Regions from separate parts of the Gossypium hirsutum genome. Here region 2 is linked to region 1. Evidence: chromatin contacts called from public Hi-C data. All regions are on one chromosome and are shown on one strand. Each heading gives the region's core, a stretch centred on a gene start, on an enhancer-like site or on the middle of the called end of the contact. The rest is flanking DNA. Distances are from core to core; before and after follow the strand shown. Region 1 holds the start of LOC107921588 (lipase). Region 2 has its middle 16 kb from the start of LOC121213941.

What was found. Hi-C and Micro-C count contacts between places; a contact is called where the count stands out from the background.
Region 2: a contact with region 1 is called in a Hi-C map of hypocotyl, with 3 times the contacts expected there. The contact joins the enhancer-like site here to the promoter of LOC107921588 in region 1. A contact is called at or near these places in 6 of 34 Hi-C or Micro-C datasets (hypocotyl, leaf and seedling).

Annotation. Positions count from the first base shown.
Region 1 is chrD01:51,595,361-51,600,089 of Gossypium_hirsutum_v2.1, reverse strand. It overlaps LOC107921588 (lipase), which reads left to right and starts at 2,308. Exons shown (of 8, transcript XM_041087384.1): 1 at 2,308-2,925; 2 at 3,041-3,135; 3 at 3,219-3,322; 4 at 3,417-3,517; 5 at 3,596-3,699; 6 at 3,800-4,237; 7 at 4,373-4,504; 8 at 4,697-4,729. The coding sequence starts at 2,680.
Region 2 is chrD01:51,680,678-51,685,406 of Gossypium_hirsutum_v2.1, reverse strand. No RefSeq gene overlaps it. Among protein-coding and RNA genes, the nearest start is that of LOC121213941, 16 kb to the right of the region's middle. Within about 2 kb of position 2,411, at least 3 of the 9 cell types and tissues checked have an H3K27ac peak or open chromatin away from gene starts, as enhancers often do. A contact at or near this core is called in hypocotyl and leaf, where this site is marked.

The DNA of each region.
Region 1 (4,729 bases), core at 1,059-3,558:
TAACCATTAAGTCTCTTGGTTAATTGCTAATTAGATTTTCAAGTATTTTCCAAATTAAAATTAAATAGCGAATGTACTTTTACAATTTATTCCTTATACTTTAATTAATGATTTTCTCGATTTAATTATTCATCCATTCATTAATATATTCTCATATTAAATACAAAAAATCTTCTATTCATAATTTCACTAATTTGATTTACGAAATTGAATTTGGAAACTGCATTTTCTGACATCGGTCAAAATGGAGTTGTTACAGGATGCATGCAAGTTAAATTCTCAATGTCCATTTGGATATGAGTTGGATTTATGATTTAATTTGTGAATGTTTTTTTTTCTTTTAGGATTTACCTTGATGATATGTTGGTGTAAACGTATTTTAAAGCATGTTTTGTCAATAAGTCTAGGTAGTTTTCAGGACATCTATTGGTGTGGCATGTGTTTGTATGGTTGATTGAGCTTTGAAATGATTCTTTTTAAGTGTTTTAAACTTAAGATTTTGATCCCCTACTTCAAATCTTAAGACATGACACTTAAGTATCAAAATTTACAAGTTAGTAGACTTAGTTTTTACTCAACCTCTGGTTTTGATACTTGGGGACTAAGTACGAATACTTGCATATTAATAGCTAAAAAGCTACATTAAAAGGGTCAAATCTTGATACCTAAAGACCAAGTATCAAGACTTGTTGCACTGCACTAATTGTTTTTTTTTTTTGTGAGTCGCTTTAATTCATAGAAGGCCAGTTTTATATTTCCAACACCACCAAACATCTTCGTATTGAATTGAAATACTTTTAAAATATTTTCAAACATTGTAATTACCTCAAACTTGATTTGGTGAATTTTATTGAAGAACAAATTATAAGTGTTAACTATATGTATTGACTATTGATAACATCTTTTATTCGTACGGATCATAAATAGATAAGCAGTAATATAAATAAACTTCAACAAGAATCAAAGATAGAAGAATAATCCTCGTGAAAACCGAATGGATTTTACATTTATTGTAAATAAAAAAAAAAACTTGCGGCAACAAGGGTTTAAAGAATCTTCAAAACTTGGGAAAAAAATGATCAAGTTATGAAATTAGGATAATAAATTCTAGATATAAACAAAGTAACAAGAATTGACTGAAAAGATGATATGGAGTAATGGAACCGATTTAAATTAATAACTGCTCAAAAAATTTAATAAAAATGTTCAAATTTTAATTTTGGTCCATATTTTATATTGGAATTTAAAATTTATCTTTATACTTTATTTTTTTAACATAGTTTGATACCTTAATATTTAGAATCTGATTAATTATTTATATTTTTTAAAAAAAGGCCTTTAAGTGATTCTGCGTGTCTTTTGTTTTACCTATAAGATAATGGTAAAATTTTAATATTAACCTCTCTACTTTGTTAAAGTTTAGCATCTAGTTTATATTATAAATTTAATAAATAATTAAAATACAGTTATAATTAAAAAATTGAATCTAACGAAAACGGGCAAAAGATTCTAGTTTTTCCTTAATCTTGTAATTCAAATGAATTTATTTGATGAAACAAGATAAATTGTATACAGTTTAAGCATTTATACTAATTATAAAATTCTTAATGAAATTAGTGTCTTTAATTGAGAAGAAAAAAACAAAACAAGATTATATAAATAGTCTACTTTTACTTCTTTCCCGTGTGCCGCAATCTAATTTTACATTATTTTTGTCATGATTACACGCTAATATTTTACATGATTCTGTACCAAAGTCACGTGTGTCATAGTTTTTAGTGTTATTAACATTAATTAAAACTTAAATAAAATAATATCCATGACAATGCATATTGTTGTAAATAGAGTAAAAAAGTTGCGTGATCGACAGCGATGAACAAATTAAAAACCAGGATTGGATAAGGGATTGACTTCCAGCTGGGCTCCAGCACACCCTGCCACTGTCTGTCCTGGCAACAATCGCCTAGAAATATTAATTTAACTAAAAAATCAAAACTTGTGTAAAAATGGGTTTTTTCCTTTTGGAAAGTAAAAATGGTTTCTTGTTGTTTTTGAAGGTCAAACAAAACGTCTCTCTCAGATCCAAAATTCTCAACGCATCCGTGTTTTTGGGTTTTCTAAATTTATAAAGAAAAATAGGATGTGAGAGAGAGATTTAGGGGGCTTTCTTTAAATGGAAAGGATTTAATATTCTATCTTTATCTTTCCCATAATTTAGTGGGACCCTTTTACTCCAACCGTGGAAAGGAGATAATGTGCACAATTTGGGAGGGGGTAGGGATAGGGGGGATGGATGGGGTTGCCTTTAGGACATATGGCATCTGTAATGGCTCTTCATTGGTTACTTTGGTATATTTGGAATCGAGGAATTTGTGGGAAAAAACCATTTTCAAAGTTAGAAACTGAAAGCCCGATGAATGCAGTGACAACAATAGAAACAGAAAAACCAAAACATACAAACAAACAAAGCAAAGCAAAAAAAACTTGGCACAGCCTGTTTCCATCTGCCCCCTTCTATGGTACTACCTTATATCATTGAAGGGTTTTAGCCTCTTTTCTTTACAATCTTCTATTCAGGAGAGAGAGAGCCTTCTTTTTTCTTTCTTTCTTTCTTTTTCTTTCTATTATTGTGTTGTAAAGGAGGAGGCTCTTTTGGAGGAGGTGGGGGACTTTTAGAAGATGTTAAGATGGTGGATATATGCTTTGCAATTAGCGGAGCTGCTTGTTAGTTCTTTGGTGCATGTGCTATATGGGTTGTATATCTTTAGCACGGCCGTTGCTGGAGATCTTTCCCAGGCTTTAACTGATCGCTTTTTTAAGCCTAATGCAAATATAGAGGTCAAAAGCGAGGATCCCAGTGGGACCAATGTTGATGATCTGCCTCCTATTGTATTGGTTCATGGCATTTTTGGATTTGGCAAAGGAGTATGCTTTTATTGATCTCTTCGTCATTCCTTCCCACCCCTCCCTCCCCCCCCCCCAATATTCATTAATATGGGATTCTAGTTTTAAGCTAGATCTTTTATCTATTATTTGGCAGAAATTAGGAGGTTTTTCATATTTTGCTGGGGCAGAGAAGAAAGATGAGAGAGTTCTTGTGCCTGATTTGGGATCTCTTACCGGCATATACGATAGGTTGGCCTCTTATACCATGAATTCCTGCCATTTGGTTTTGCTTTTTTTTTTGTGTTTTTCATATGGGATTTGATTGGTTTCAGGGCGCGTGAATTGTTCTATTATTTGAAAGGAGGACAAGTTGATTATGGTGAAGAACATAGCAAGGCTTATGGGCACTCGCAGTTTGGACGAACTTATGAACAAGGCAAGCATTAAGTTTCCCAGATTTTTATTTGACTATGATTGCTCTGTGTCTCTGTTTTAAATGGACGAAACTGCATTCGATTACTGTGATGCAGGGAATTACCCTCAATGGGATGAAGATCACCCTATTCACTTTGTTGGCCATTCGGCTGGTGCACAGGTCGTGCGTGTCTTGCAGCAGATGCTTGCTGATAAGGTATGTAAATTTCCCATTCATATGAAGAACAATCCTTCATCCACTTTATTCTACTCATTGTATGTTTTTTCTCCCCAGAAATTCAAAGGATACGAGGATACCTCTGAGAACTGGGTTTTAAGCATAACATCCTTATCGGGGGCTTTCAATGGCACTACTAGAACTTATTTCGACGGCATGCAGTAGGTTCCCTTTACACCATCTTCTTTGGCTTCAAAGCTTTTAATCATTGGTAGTATTAAGTTGCAGGTGATAACACATGTTGGTTGGTGTGATTTTCAGGCCAGACGATGGGAAAACGATGAAACCTCTAAGTCTGCTTCAACTATGTCGGATTGGAGTTATAATTTATGATTGGTTAGATATCCCGTGGCTAAAGGATTATTACAATTTCGGGTTTGATCATTTCAACATGTCAAGGAAAAAATTGGGTGCTTGGGGTCTAGTTGAATGCCTGTTGGGGAATGCAGGGCCGTTTGCTACAGGAGATTGGATCCTTACTGATCTTACAATTCAAGGGTCAATGGGAATGAATAGCCATCTCCAAACCTTTCCCAATACATTCTATTTCAGCTACGCAACCAAGCGTACAACCAAGATCCTGGGCGTAACAGTCCCTTCCGGCATTCTTGGTATACACCCATTGCTTTTTATACGAGTACTACAGATGAGCCAATGGCGTCATCCGCCTGATGTTCCTCCCCCTTACAAAGGCTACAGGTGCGCTCTATACCACATTATATTGTTACATTAACATTTCTAAAAATTACAAGTTTTAACATTGATTTGAAATCATGGTTTTAAGATAACAATGATTATAGAGTAGTGATGCCTTAAAAAAATGAGTACTTGCAGGGATGAGGATTGGCAGGAGAATGATGGAGCTCTGAACACAATATCAATGACTCATCCACGTCTCCCAATTGAGCACCCAAGCCGTTTGGTTGTCAATGATTCTGATTGCCTGCCTTTGCAGCCAGGCATATGGTTAGTATTATAATTATTCATTCCTATTCCATTATCAATCATTAACTTCCCATTATAATATGTTTCTTTTTTAACAACTTGCTTTCATTGGATAAAGTGGTTTCCACATGATGAGATAGGGTCTATATTCCATGCACGTGAACCAATTAGTGGTATTAAGTTAATAATACTATTTTATATTATTTAATGCAGGTATTACAAGATTGTAGAGGCAGATCACATATT
Region 2 (4,729 bases), core at 1,162-3,661, 85 kb before region 1:
AAATAGGAAAACTACTCCTATTCTTCCTTGACTTCCTACAATATATTATATATTTCCTAAAATAGATTATCTCACAATATTGCATACAAATCTTTCCGTAATAAAAAGGCAGTTTATTTGGACATGTGTCAGATTGAGGAATGCATGGACATTCCTTTTTTATATATAAATTTTTCTGTTAAATTCACTTGTGTGACATTTTGATTTATTTTTTTTTAAAAAAATGCACACTTGATAGCAATGTAACAAAAATAACATTGTAATGACATGAATTTAAAAAAGAATTCTCATAATGTTAATAATTCTTTAAAATCCACATCAACATTTTCTTTTAGTTATTTTTTTAATAATTTTGTAATATTCTTACATTTAACTAAATACATTGATTCATTCACTATTAGTATTATGCATTAGTTTATGTATTTTATAAACATTTTAATTTTTAAAAAATTAACCCATAATTCAAATTTTTTAACTCTACCCCCGACCAAAATGTATCAAAGTTGTGTTTTAATATATCTTTCTGAGATGATTTTTAAAAATATTTTTCATATATACAATATAATTTTTAATTTCATAATAATATATATTATATACATATAATTACAAATATGTTTCAATTGCATACATATAAAATATGTTTACAAGTAAATATAAAATTTTAAAATTATTAAAGAAATTCAATAAATTGAGTTAGAGATTATATTGTACGTTTACCAAACAATTTGTGAGCACATACTAATATACGGTACTGATAAGCCTAAGAAATATAAAGACGATACATTAGAGAGAGTAAATGAGGAGAGTGGAGACGGGAAAGTGTTGTTTATATCAGGGGCTGGCCCCGGGTGGAGATGCCAACCAGAAAAGCAAAATAAATTATGAGAAACAAAGATTTTCTAACGATAATAAGAGATTCTGTCAGACCCCAAACCCTTTTTACACTTACACCCTGCTGCTCACAATATATTTCCTTACATTTGATCAAAATATATTATTCTACAGTAGTTGTACTTTGAATAATTAAATGATTTTAAACATAAGAATAGAAACAATTAGTCCCCCCCCCCCAAATTATTTTTACACAATTGGATATTTATATATATGGTAGTTTGGATGGAGATGCGTTTGCTTATAATTAGTATAAAAATAACGGTGACAATAAAAATTAAATATTGTAACATGAGATAAAGAGTAAGTAAAATATACCGCACCAATCGTCCATTTAAACCCACCTACAATTTACTGAATAGTGAATATATATTTTAAATTTACGATTATTTTATAGATATATTTAAAAGTCTCTAATATAATATTATATATATATGAAAATATATCTCAGTGACATTTATATAAATATATAAAAATATTTATGAGAGAAAAAAGTATTAGAAATTGATTTAAAGAACTAAATAAGTGAATTTATTTTAAGAATTTGAAAAATCAAATATGTTGGTGTAGATTAATTTAAGTCGATACAATACGTATACGAATATATCTATACAAAAATTAAAACTAAATAATTGTAGCAACAATTATAGTGAATCATTAATAGAAAGGTATATTAAGGGTTGAAATAATAATAAATAATAATATAATAGTAAAATAGAAAATAGATTGTTATGTTTTTATAAATTTAGAATTTAATCCATGTATTTAGAAAGTTAAATTTTTTACTTTTCATATTTAAAAAATACAACTCAAACTAAAATATCACACCAATAATTACTGTAAAATAAAAATTTCCTTGTTAGTAAAATTTATATATATATTGTTAAAGGTATTTCGATAATCAATAATTATATTAGGTTTGATTATTTTGACAGAATTTTTTTAATAAAATATAATCTCAAACTTATACACTCACATAGATACCCATTTAAATTATCACATATGCATGATTTGTAGGCATGATTTGTGAATCAATTCTCCAAAACTTTAAAAATATAATAAACATTCTAGACTAATAAGCGAGATGTTGAATTCTTAGAATGGAATGGAACAACCAATAAAACGAGTGTTCTCTCCATTTATTTTTTTATTTATAATATTTAAACTTGAAAATTTTTAAACACAATATTATTTATGAGAATACCAAACTTCTTTTATCACTTATTTTAATAAAGGATAGTACTAATAAAAACTTGAATGCTTAATGTATCCTGCTCTAAACCGTGCAATGAAGAAGCCAAGAAACAAACTCTGTCTCTCTCTCTCTCTCTCTCTCTCTCTCTCTCTGTCACATACACACTCCTTTTCGAGATCCAAAAATAAGCAGGCAACTCTACAGGTCTGGTAATAACCTAGACATGTACCACAACACTTGGAAAAGCTCAACACACATATAATCACCACTTTTGGTAGTCGGGATCGTGTGCAACGCGTGGCAACTATCACTGCACAGCAACCTTTAATTCTTCAGGCAAAATCTGACAAGTAGCATGTAGTGAAAGCGACCGGTCAGAGCCATGGCTCCTTTTCAACAGCAACGACAAAATAATATTAGTAATTATAACAAAAGCTTTAATTAAGTCTATTAAATTCGCTGCTTACCCCACTTGTCTCTTCCACAGTTTGGCGATCCACCTAAAAAATCTTTCGATTAGACCAGTATCAAAACTGCCTCTCCGGTCCCACTGCCTTCTAGTGATACACGCGCACATATAAAACTCTTACTCCCTCTCTTCTCTCATGGAATTCAGAAGGATCAAAAATAAAAAAGAGATAGCTAGCCCGTAAACCTTCCACTACATTAATTACATTACATGCTTCTCGCTTTTAAACATCTAATCTCTGAAATCTGAAAAGGTCAGATTGTCCAAAAAGAGCTACTGCAGATGTGAGAGCTTTTTTCCTTATCTGTCTCTCAGCTGCAGCTGGTTGGCGTATATATGAATATGTAGAGATCTGTGAGATATAGAGCCATGGCCATGCCGTACTATCATTATTCAACATCATCTTTTAAATTTTAGCAAAAAGGTGAGTTTAGATGAAATGTGAGATATAATGTAGCGCTTTAAGTTTATTTTTTATTTTATATTATAATATTATTATAATATTTAATTTATTATTATTTTATATTAATTACAGGTAAATGCATCTTCATTTAAATTCATTCAAAATTTAACATACTATTATTTGTAAATTTAATTGGCAAGGAATTATGGAAAAAACCATTGCAAGGAGTTTAATGTGTTTCACTAAAGTTTGGCTTTTAAACCATATAAATGAAGAAACTAAGGTCAGTTATTAGAAAAGTGCAATTTTTTTTAAAAGTTTGATAATATTTATAATTGTTATAAATAAATGCTTCTAAGAAGGTAAATGTTCATTTAGACATTATATTGTAAAGTAAAAGATATGCTAGACCTTTTTAATTAGGATAAAAAGTAATATAAACCAAAAGCATTTTTGTTGAAGTTAAAAATTAAAAATTTTAGTATAACACTCATTACCAGTCTTGATGTTCAGTATGAATAAAATATATTACAGAACATGCGCTTATAAAAAATCCCACGAATATTAAAGAAATTAAACTTGAAAACAATTTAATAAAATCATTAAGTTAAAGATAAGTTCATTCGGAAAGCTTTAAAACAATTTAAAGTCATTTAGAAACTTCATAGAGTATTTGAGGGTGTTTGGGATAAAAAAACAAGCTTCGGCTATTTTATCAAAATAGTCCAAAAAATATTATATTTATAAAAATAATTTAGGTTTAAAAACAATCACCAAAATAACCTAAAATTAACAGTATCTACTCGTTTTTTGCACCCATGATTGCCTAGTAATTATGTCAGACTTAAAAAAATTAATTCTTTGGGTTTACCCACTCGTTTTTTGTAACCATGATTGCCTAATAATTGTGTCAGACTTAAAAAATTAATTTTTTGGGTTTTGGCCTGTCAATGGCCGGAACCCATGTATTTTTTTAAAAAATTGTATAATACTGATATACGAAAAAGAAAAAAAAGAAAAAGGAAAATTTTTTTTTGATGCTGGCTTGTCAATGGCTGGCACCTAGTATACTTTCAAAATTTTTTTTTCGTGTCAGAATCAGATATAAGTATACGAAAAAAGTAAAAAAAAAATTTTTTGGTGTTGGCCTGTCAATGGCTGGCACCCAGTACAATTTCAAAATTTTTTTTTCTTTTTTTTTTCGTGTCAAAATCAGATATTAGTAATACTACACAATAAAAAAGTTATGACTAATATCTAATTCTGACACGAAAAAAAAAGAATTTTTTTTTGAAATTGTACTGGGTGCTGGCCTGTCACTTTTTTCGTATACTGATATCTGATTTTGAAACGAAAAAAAAAGAACTTTTTTTTTAAAATTGTACTGGGTGCCGACCATTGACAGGCCAGCACCCAAATTTTTTATTTTTATTTTTTTCGTATACTGATATCTGATTCTGACACGAAAAAAATAAATTTTTTTTGAAATTGTACTGGGTGCTGGCCATTGACAGGCCAGCACCCAAATTTTTTTTTACTTTTTTCGTATACTGATATCTGATTCTGACACGAAAAAAAAAAGAATTTTTTTTTGAAATTGTACTGGGTGCCGGCCATTGACAGGCCAGCACCAAATTTTTTCTTCTTTTTCCTTTTTTGTATATTAGTATTATACAATTTAAAAAAAAATACATGGGTTCCGGCAATTGACAGACCAAAACTCAAAAAATTAATTTTTTTAAGTCTGACACAATTATTAGACAATCATGGG